Linked DNA regions of Sus scrofa: region 2 is linked to region 1. A link is a contact called in public HiChIP or PLAC-seq data. All regions are on one chromosome and are shown on one strand. Each heading gives the region's core, a stretch centred on a gene start, on an enhancer-like site or on the middle of the called end of the contact. The rest is flanking DNA. Distances are from core to core; before and after follow the strand shown. Region 1 overlaps MICAL2 (F-actin-methionine sulfoxide oxidase MICAL2). Region 2 overlaps LOC102160616 (a long non-coding RNA gene).

What was found. HiChIP or PLAC-seq counts read pairs in DNA pulled down with a chosen protein or histone mark.
Region 2: an H3K27ac HiChIP or PLAC-seq map of skeletal muscle shows a contact between it and region 1. The contact joins two enhancer-like sites. A contact is called at or near these places in 2 of 2 datasets of contacts at active chromatin or transcription factors (alveolar macrophages and skeletal muscle).

Annotation. Positions count from the first base shown.
Region 1 is chr2:47,177,619-47,182,426 of Sscrofa11.1, reverse strand. It overlaps MICAL2 (F-actin-methionine sulfoxide oxidase MICAL2), which reads left to right. Exons shown (of 38, transcript XM_021083313.1): 10 at 4,524-4,781. Among named protein-coding and RNA genes, the nearest start is that of MICAL2, 120 kb to the left of the region's middle. Within about 2 kb of position 1,251, at least 18 of the 83 cell types and tissues checked have an H3K27ac peak or open chromatin away from gene starts, as enhancers often do. A contact at or near this core is called in skeletal muscle, where this site is marked.
Region 2 is chr2:47,324,060-47,328,727 of Sscrofa11.1, reverse strand. The region is part of intron 2 of LOC102160616 (a long non-coding RNA gene); the gene reads right to left. Among named protein-coding and RNA genes, the nearest start is that of MICAL2, 24 kb to the right of the region's middle. Within about 2 kb of position 2,332, at least 37 of the 83 cell types and tissues checked have an H3K27ac peak or open chromatin away from gene starts, as enhancers often do. A contact at or near this core is called in skeletal muscle, where this site is marked.

The DNA of each region.
Region 1 (4,808 bases), core at 2-2,501:
TGTATCTCCTGGCTGTGAGGTCCTGTCTTTCCCTTTGTGACCTGGGCTGGCAGCATCAGGGGGAACAGATGTCATCCTGCCAGAGACTGAGCAAGGACCAACCACCCCCCACCCCCCCACTTCCTTCTCCTTGGTGGTGCGTGTGTGTTGGGTGTGGGAGCCCACACGGACAAATTCAGGCAGAAGTGATTCTGCAGAGCTGGGCTGGGGGCAATGCTTAGAGCCTCAGCCAGGTGTTAGGGTGGGCTTTTTCCACTAAGAGACAAGCTGAGTCTTTACCTTCCACATCTCTCATTTATCCCTGCCGCCTTTGCTGCGGGTCACACATCACTCGGAGGCAAGATGGGGGCTTCTTGTCCTAGTGGGACACAGGCACTTTCCCTTGTGAACGTCACACTGCCACCCCGTTGTCACGGTGTGGGGGAAAGCTCTACTGCACTTCAGAAGACTCAAGTTCAATCTCGGCTTGGGCCCGTCTCTAACTCAAGACTGTGACTAAACTGCTTGCCTTCTCTGTACCTCGGTCTTCTCATCTGGAGAATGGGAATAAGAATTTCTGTCTACAAGGGCTGTTCAGGAGTTCCTGTCGTGGCTCAGTGGTTAACGAACCTAACTAGTATCCATGAGGACATGGGTTTGATCCCTGGCCTCGCTCAGTGGATTAAGGACCCAGGGTGGCCATGAGCTGCAGTGTAGGTCATAGACTCAGCTTGGATCTGGTGTTGCTGTGTCTGTGACATCTGCTGGCAGCTATAGCTCCCATTCGACCCCTAGCCTGGGAACCTCCATATGCCACGAGTGAGGCCCTAAAAAGATGAAACACAAATAAATAAATAATAAAAGGGCTGTTCAGAGGAATAAGTTTTTAAATGTGTAAAGAGCACTTGGCCTGAAGTCGGTTTGGCAATTCCCTCCATTACTTCTCTGCCTGGTTTGGACACCTGCTTTTTTGTCCTGCTGGCTCCCTGGCCCCTGCTTCCTGTCTGTGCACTTTTCATGCTCAAACAAGAGAGCAGGGCTGCAACAAAGGAGCACATGGAGTGGCCGGCCCTGGGACGGCAGCTTCTTTGATTGGGCTTCAACCCTCCCTGAGCCCCTATTCCTGTTGCTGCTGCTATAGCCTCAAGATAAGGATCGTGCAGTCCAAGGTCAACCGGCTCTCCGGTGTCGGCCTGCAGCCCAGGCAGCACGGTGACCATTCATTGCTGCTTGTCAGAGAAGAATGTGCCTGTCCTCACGCCAGCTTGTGCTGGCAGCCGGCTGGGCGGCATTAGTAACCCAGCCCTCCCCTGGGCCTCCTCCACATCAGCTCAGGCCTTTGCTGAGAGCCTGAGTCGCTGGACCGGAGGTTAGGAATGGGGTGGGATTGGGAGGAGTGGGGGTTTCATGACACTGACGTAGCACAATCAGCAGATGTGTGAGCAGTGGGTTTCAACATCTGGTGCCCCCCTGCTGACCCGGTCTGTGGGAGGCGAGGCCATGTTCCCCTTTTTCCCTCTGCTCCACAGGTGTCCCTCCCAAAGTTACCTCCCCTGTTGGTTGGGATGCCTGTGTCAGATAGTGAAGAACTAATTGGGGTCTAGGGTGCAGGCACAGAGGAGGGGATTGGGAGGCTCTTGCAGGCCCACCCCTGGGGAGTCAGGCCAAGTTTGACTTGGGGTTCCTATTTCACTAGCCAAGGACTCTGGCCTCTTGGGATGCTGAGGTTCCTCCAGGTCATCTCAGGGTCTTTGTCCTGGCCACAACATGTTGCCATGGTAACTTGATTCCTTGGCTTTCATCAGAGCCCCTCTATGCTCCTGTCCCAGGTTCTGTGTCATGGCACAGGTAGGTGGGAATGCCTCGCTCTGGTCCTGCCATGGCTACAGGAGCTGGGAACAGATCCCAGGCCTGTGGTTGTTCTCACCAAGGCCTGTCTTCTCCCTCAGAGCATCTCTGAGCATCTTCTGAGCTGGTGCAGAAGGGTCTCTGGGTATAGTATATAAACTCTAGAAATTGGAGGCCATGGATGGACGTGGGAGAACTGGACACCATTTGGTTCAGGAGCCCTGACTTTACTCTCCAGGTGTCTAGCCAAGTTCTATAGCATTTGCCTAAGCTGGAAGTTGATCTGTCTACACTGAACTACTTAAATTAACATTCTTCTCTTGCTCCCAGAGGAATGGCAAGTCCTCTGTTTTCTTGTCCCTGTATAAGTCTGCATCTTTCTTAAGACACACAAGGTGCTGAGGGAATGTTTGTTGAATGACTGACTGACCTTCTTCCTCAGGGATTCCTGCTGATCTCCAGACTTCTTTCTGTGACTACTGCCGGGAGAGTAAAGTTTCTCCTCAGGAAACCCTGCCTCTGGGCTCCCAACTGTGGCCATCTTGCTCCCCCCAGGAGAGCATCCCTCCTGGACCCTACCTCTACTGGCCCATGCACATGCAGGCTTGGTCTGACCTCAGTAGGAGGGAGCTTGTTTGCCAGGTGGTTGAAGTGGACAGATACACATCACACTGGTCTTTGATGCGAAGTTGACCCTCTTTAGAAGCAGTGAACAAGCATCGCCTGACCTTTTCTTCTGGTCCACAGCCTTTCCCACCTCCACGCTTGGAAAGATTCCTATAGGATTCCCCAGCCTTCTCTCATGTTGCTGCTTCCCTTTTTACTGTCCCACCTCCATCTAGGATCCAGCCTCTCTTCAGTTCCCCAGGCCTGAAGATGGGGCCCCAATTCACCACTGGCTTTATCTTCATTTAGTGCTCCTTTTCAGCTCTGCCTACTTTATTATAGTCCTGACCCCATTTTTCTCTCTCATCTTCATTCTCACCAGCTCCCTACAAATCTGCCTCTGCCATCCACTCACTCACCGGGGACCTCCTACCCTGCAAGGCCCCTCCCAGCAGCCCTGGGCCAGGTGGCTGTCATCCCGGGGGTGTCTGCCCCTTGGCCAGGTCCCCACACTCCTGCGTGTGGCATCCGCACCAAGGGCTGCCTTCGTAGTACAATATCCGCACTTGTCCATCACCTGGTCCTCGCAAGGGTGCTTGTGGCCTGTTTTGAAGAGGGGGTATTTCTGAAATCTCTCACTTCATTCATCCACACCTTCAGGGAGGGAGTGTACCTGTGATGTAAGAACAGGTCTGAGAAAGGAAAGAGAATAACAGGAGCCCCAGCCTGAAGGCCATGACCTGACAAAGGGGCCAGCGCTGGATTCGATTTAGGTGACATGGTTCAGATGTGGACATATTAGAATTTCTGGGAAATCATGGCTGTTAGGAAAATGGACACTAGGTCACTGTTTGTAGGTGAGGCTGTGCCTTCTAAGACCTTTATAAATGCTCCTGCTGATGTCCAAGATGCACTTTGCCATATGCTGTGGTTTGTACCATCCTGACTTAATTAGGGATAGGAATTCCCATTCACTGAGCACGTCCCGGTTCCCAGGCATCAGGCTGGGGAGTTCACATACACGGTCTCATTTGCTCTTCCCATGAGTCTGTGCAGGAGATTTTGATATTCTCATTTTACAAAGAAGACTACGGAAACTCTGAGACGTTCCATAACTTGCCCAAGTTGACATAATCAGTAAACAGCAGAGATGGAATATGACCTGTTGATCTCACTGACCCCAAGGCCCGAGTTGGTCTTACAGGCTGGTTCCCTGCCCCCACGCCCCAGCCCAAGGGATTTGCACTTTCAGTATCACCTTTTGGGAAAGATAGTCTTTTCGTCTTTGTAGCCACACAAGGAGCAGCTTTGTCTCTGGGTGACGTCCAAGAGTTCATGGCCAGGGTCCCTCTAGTCCTAGTCCTCCAAGCTCAGGGTTCTCCCCCACCCCACCCCACCCCCCGCCCCAGCAGGGAAGTGTAACAATTCACACTCCAAGAGCAGGGCAGGGCCCTGAGCAGCCCTCAGCCTGTAGAGAGCAGGGATAAACCGAGAACGATTGAAGAGTCAGACCAGGCATCTGGTTCTTTTTTGGACTCATTTGACCACTCACCACAGCATTGCTGGACCCCTGTAGCTTAGCTTAGTCCATTATAAAATTACTCTTATTGACTCTTCTGTGTTTTACTTTTTATTCAAAGTTATCAGAAGAAGCAGCCCTAGGAAATGAGCTTCTGTATCTGCTGCAAGATCGCTATTGAGTTCACTGCTCATTATGACACAATGTTCTCTATCAAAATTCCTCTGTCAGACAGTTCTTTGAGAATTTACTGCCAGGAAAAAATTGCCTCCCCAAGGAATTTCTGTGCTTCCTTCTTTCTGATAAAGGAAAGCCCTGTAATATATCACATTTCCCTTTTGCTTTGGATGCCAGGAAGCTCAACGCCAAATTTGATCCTTCATCACAACTCTCTTAATGCTCACAGATGGCTGATTTGGTTCCTCTTTATTCCCTTGGCCCTGATTTTCTATTTCTGTTTTGATTAGCCTCTCTGCAAACCCACCCCAAGTCCTTTGGTGAAGAAGCGGGTGTGAATCCTTGGCCTTCCGAGCGGCAGGCTGTGACACCATGCTCTTGTTCTTTCCCCCAGGACTACATCGACACAGAGATGCTGCTGTGCGCAGAGAACGTGAACCAGGACAACCTGCTTTCCTACGCACGCGAAGCTGCAGACTTTGCCACCAATTACCAGCTGCCGTCTTTAGACTTCGCCATGAACCATTACGGACAGCCCGACGTGGCCATGTTCGACTTCACGTCCATGTACGCCTCCGAGAACGCGGCCCTGGTGCGCGAGCGACAGTCACACCAGCTGCTCGTGGCCCTGGTGGGCGACAGCTTGCTTGAGGTACCACCTGCCTTTGGAGCCCCCTCC
Region 2 (4,668 bases), core at 1,083-3,582, 150 kb before region 1:
TGAACTTAACATTGTAAGTCAACTATACTTCAGTAAAATAAATTAAAAAAAAATCTCTCTCCTGGAGCATCTCTTGGGACTAAGCAGCTCTAAACTAGTGGCTTCCTTCCCTCAGCCTCTCCTTGTTGATTGTGCAATGAAGAGAAAGAGGTGGTACAACCACTTGGAAAACCATTTGTTAGTATCTAGTAAAGGTGAAGACATGCATATTCTTTGACTCATATAAACCCTGGAGAAATACATGCACGTGGCACAAATGTATGCCTATCAAAAATGCCTGCCGCAGCATTGTCATAATAGTCAATACCTGAAAACGACTCAAATGTTCACCCACACTAGTATGGTTATATAAATATGACATACCCATGTGGTGGAATACTATGCAGCCACGAAAATGAAGGCACTACTGCTGCACACACAGTAGGTGACTCTCATAAACACAACTGAGCAAAGGAAACCCAGCACAACCCCCCAATGTGATTCTATGCATATAAAGTTAAAAAGAGACAAAATGAAACTGTTTTCCTTAGGCATGCAAACTTAAGCAGTAAAACTACAAGAAAAGGAAGTAAATGCCACCAGAGCCTAGGGAAGATGGAGAGTGTGATCAGAGAGGGATACGCAAAGGATGTAAGAATGACGGCAATGTTTCATTTCGAGTGGTGAGTACATGGACATTTGCTTCATGGTTAGAATATCTAAGGTTCTATGCACTTTTCTGCAATGTACTTTAATTTTCATAATTAAAAAAATGAAAGAGGGAGAGGGCCTTGTTTTAAGAGGAGCTTAGATAAGGATCTCGCCCTTGGAAGCTCTCTGCTTTGAAAGTGGTCCTCAAGGAGAGCCATCTCTGCTTGGTCCTTACATCCCTGCCCTGCTCCTGGGCATCAGTCCCAAGGCCACCGGCACTGGCAGGAGGAGTCTCATCCTTGACTAAGCCTGACTCAGCCGTCCCTGATTGGGTCTTCTGGGCCCTTGCATCCCAAGGATGTAATTGAGTGTGCTCTGTGGGAGAGAGTCTGTAATGAATTTCCTAGGATGGAAACCAACCGGAAATCAAAATCGTTGTGCCAGATTGCCGACATAGCTGAGGAATAGCTCTGATATGCCTGGCTCAGGCTGGCGCCTGGTATGCACAGCTCATGTCTGATTTCCTCCTTCTCCTCCTCCACTTCCTCTGCTCAGGTGACTGGTGTGCATACCAGCTCTGTGAGTGAGACAGGAGGGTCTTGTCTGGCTTATATACCTTCTCATCAAGATCCTTTCTGAGCATTTGGAATGTTTATCTCCATAGCATTCAGCATAAATAAAGCCAATAACATGATGACAATAACCATAATAACCGTAAAATCAGCCTGGCATAAATAAAGCAGGTGCTCATTGATAGGGTCCATTGCTCCCGGAGATGGGCAATGCTGAAGCTGGGACTGAGCAGGCCTCTGCCCCTGAGGAGAGCCTAGAGTGAGTCACTGGTGAAACCTGGCAGCTTTGGTCGAGGCACATAGGGCCCCCTCGTTTGGCACCTGGGGAGTGGTGAGGCTCCAGTTGGAAAGACCCCAGTCTCTGGGATGCTGGTCATCTGATGACTTGCTATGCAAATGGAAGCGCCTCCTTTTCTTCCTTTGTCCCCAGCAAGGCAGAGTCAGAAATGCTGTACTCAGCTCCTTCACTAGGGATTTACAGAGGCTGATCTTGGTTGCTATCCCTTTTGCCCACTCTCTTGCCTGAAGTCCCCTCTTCCTCCCCTTGGCCTCAGAGGTCACTGTTCCTTAGCCTGTGGATACAAAAGCTCAGCTCAGATCAGGGGCCTTCCCTACAGAGGCAGCTGCTAAGTTCCTGGGACCAAACACTTGCTGAGACCAGAGCTTGGAGGAAGCTCAGAGCAGCCTAAGAAGCCTACAGTTTTAGAAAAAAAAAAAAAAAAAAAAAAAAAAGGGAGATAGGAACAGGCACGAGGAAGTCAGGAAGGAGCCTCTATTACTGACTGCAAATAGAAGCTTCAGTTTGTGGTGCAATGAAATCACCGTATATGGCTTGGGAGGAAATTCTCTGCAAGGAGCTGCATGCAAATAGGTCATCAAGTAATGGCAAAAATATGTAGCCAAATGGAGGTGCCTCTGCAGGGTTTCTGCGTCTTTAGGGCTAAGTAAACTCCAGGAAGCCATAGGGATGCAGAGCTTCATGCCACAGAGAATGAGGGACAAGAGATGTTCCCTCAGCTTCCTTGCCCAGGGTCCTGCCTGCCCCCTCCCCATGGGGACCACCCTGAGTCTGACCAGCATCCCTGTTCCCTGTTGCTGACATCAGGCGGGGACTCGGAGATTGCCTGAGACACTGTCTGTGACTAATGCAGTACTTGAACAGGAAACAGACTGGAAAGGGCTTAGGAGGAGCTATAAATAGCCCGTGTCCTAAAAAATCTAACTTAAGAAGAAATGGAATTAACACACTGGGAGGAGAACAAGGAGATCGCAGGCTCCAAGCAAGGCCAAGACTTCTCCTGGGAAATGAGCTTTTCTCCCAGATGGAGCTCTGTCTGCCCTCATAGGAGTCACTCTACCAAGTGTGCCCTGCTCAGCCCTGGGGCTGACAAGCCAGCCCTCCCTGCCCACCAGTATGATACCCTGAGTGGTCTGTGGTTCTGGGGATCAAGCTTTGTAGGGATCACGTAATGGCATGTGTGTGTAATGAGGGTCACTGAGACTCAGAGCTCAAGGACAATGAATGGTCTCTCTTGTTGGGGAAGCTGAGAATTGAAAAACTGTCAGGAGTATTCCTTCTGTTTGCCTCAGTTTCTCCTCTATCTGTTAGGCCACAGCAATCCCTTTCCATCTTGAGCCCAGTGAGGCGAGGGGAGAAAAACGTAGGCCATCTAGCTTTGGAGTGAATGATGGGTCAGCAGACTGGGGTTCTATTACCAACCAAGACACTCATTTGCTAGGTTACTTGGCCTAGACATTCAATGTCATTAAGACCCTTTGCTTTTCTGTAAGATGGAGAGGTTGGTCATTCAGTGAACCTCAAATATTTTTTCTATTCCTTCTTTCAAAGCTGCATAACATTTCTCCAAAGAAATGTCATAAGCTGGAGCAGAGCTGCCCTGGTTGAGGTGGGGACCTCACACTTACACACATTTACTCCTTTCGTAGCTGCTGAGAGGCCACCACAGAAGCCTCGGGCTTCACAAAGCACAGTTGAAAACCACAAGACTAGAGCCCTTGACAAGGGGTAGGAGGCTGGCTACCCTGAAGCTACTCCTTGTGTCCCTTTTCTCCTTACCTCCGTGTAGAGGCTAGTAAGTTAAAAGAATGAAAAGTAATATTGAGTGATGGAGAGTTAACTAACAAAGGAGGAATGTATATTTTACAACCCCCAGCAAACTTTTTTTTTTTTTTTTTTTTTGCTTTTTATGGCTGCACTCATGGCATATGGAGATTCCCAGGCTAGGGGTCTTGGAGCTGTAGCTGCTGGCGTACACCACAGCCACAGCAATGCCAGATCTGTGCTGTGTCTGTGACCTGCATCACACCTCACGGCAATGCTGGATCCTTAACCCACTGAGCAGGGCCAGGGATCAAACCTGCGTCCTCATGAATGCTAGTCAGATTTGTTAACTACTGAGCCACGATGGGAACTCCCCAGCAAACTTCTTAATATCCTCACTGAATATGGGGATGTGCTGACAGCAAAACAGCCATAATCACCATCCACCCAGGAGCTACACCCTCTGCAATGTGACTTTGTGGCTCCTCCCATCAAGAGGTGGAATGGATTTCCCCATTCTTTGAACAAGCACTAGCTTTGAAATTTGCTTTGAACAATGTTTAGCGGAAGTGATAGCATGTCAGCTTCAAGCTTAGGTCTTTTTTTTTTTTTTTTTTTTAATCTTATGGCCACACCCACAGCATGTGGAAGTTCCTGGGCCAGGGATTGCATCCAAGCCTTAACTGCAAGCTATGCTGCAGTAGTGTCAATAAGCTTAGGTCTTAAGAAGGCTTGTATCGTCTACTTAACCCCTGCTACAGGCCCAAGACCAGAATGAGCCTCTGACACGTCACATAGTACAGAACTGACGTGTCTCAGCTGAGGCTGCAACAGAGCAGCCAGCCCCCAGCCAACTGCCTGAAGACACATGAGCCCCTAGACTTATGAGAAATAATAAACGGTGGTTGCTTTAAGGCACACATTTTTGGGTGGTCTATTTCTGTTCCAGCAATCTATTACTAAGGAGCAAAGCACCCCAAAACTTAGCAGCTGAAAACAATTTATTATATGCCAATAATGAGTTCCATGGGTCTATGCCTTAACTAGTCTCAGCAGATGATTCCCACTTGGGGGGGTCTTTCATATGGTTACAGTCAGAGGTCAGCTGGGGCTGCAGTCATCTAAAGGTTTGACTAGACTGGGTGTCTGATGGCTCACGTGGATGGCTGGCACTTGATGCTGGCTGTCATCTGGGGGCTCAGCTGGAGCTATTGACTCTACATGACCTCTCTGCCTGGCGTGGGCTTCTCACAACATGCCCTCTGGGTTCCCAGCGGCTGGAAGAAGAAGTGGCCAAGCCAGCCAAGGGCTATGCCAACACTGGTACAGCATCACTTCCTCTATATTTTATTGGTCCAAGGAGTCCTCCCATATTCAAGAAGGTAAAGATGTAGATGTGACCTC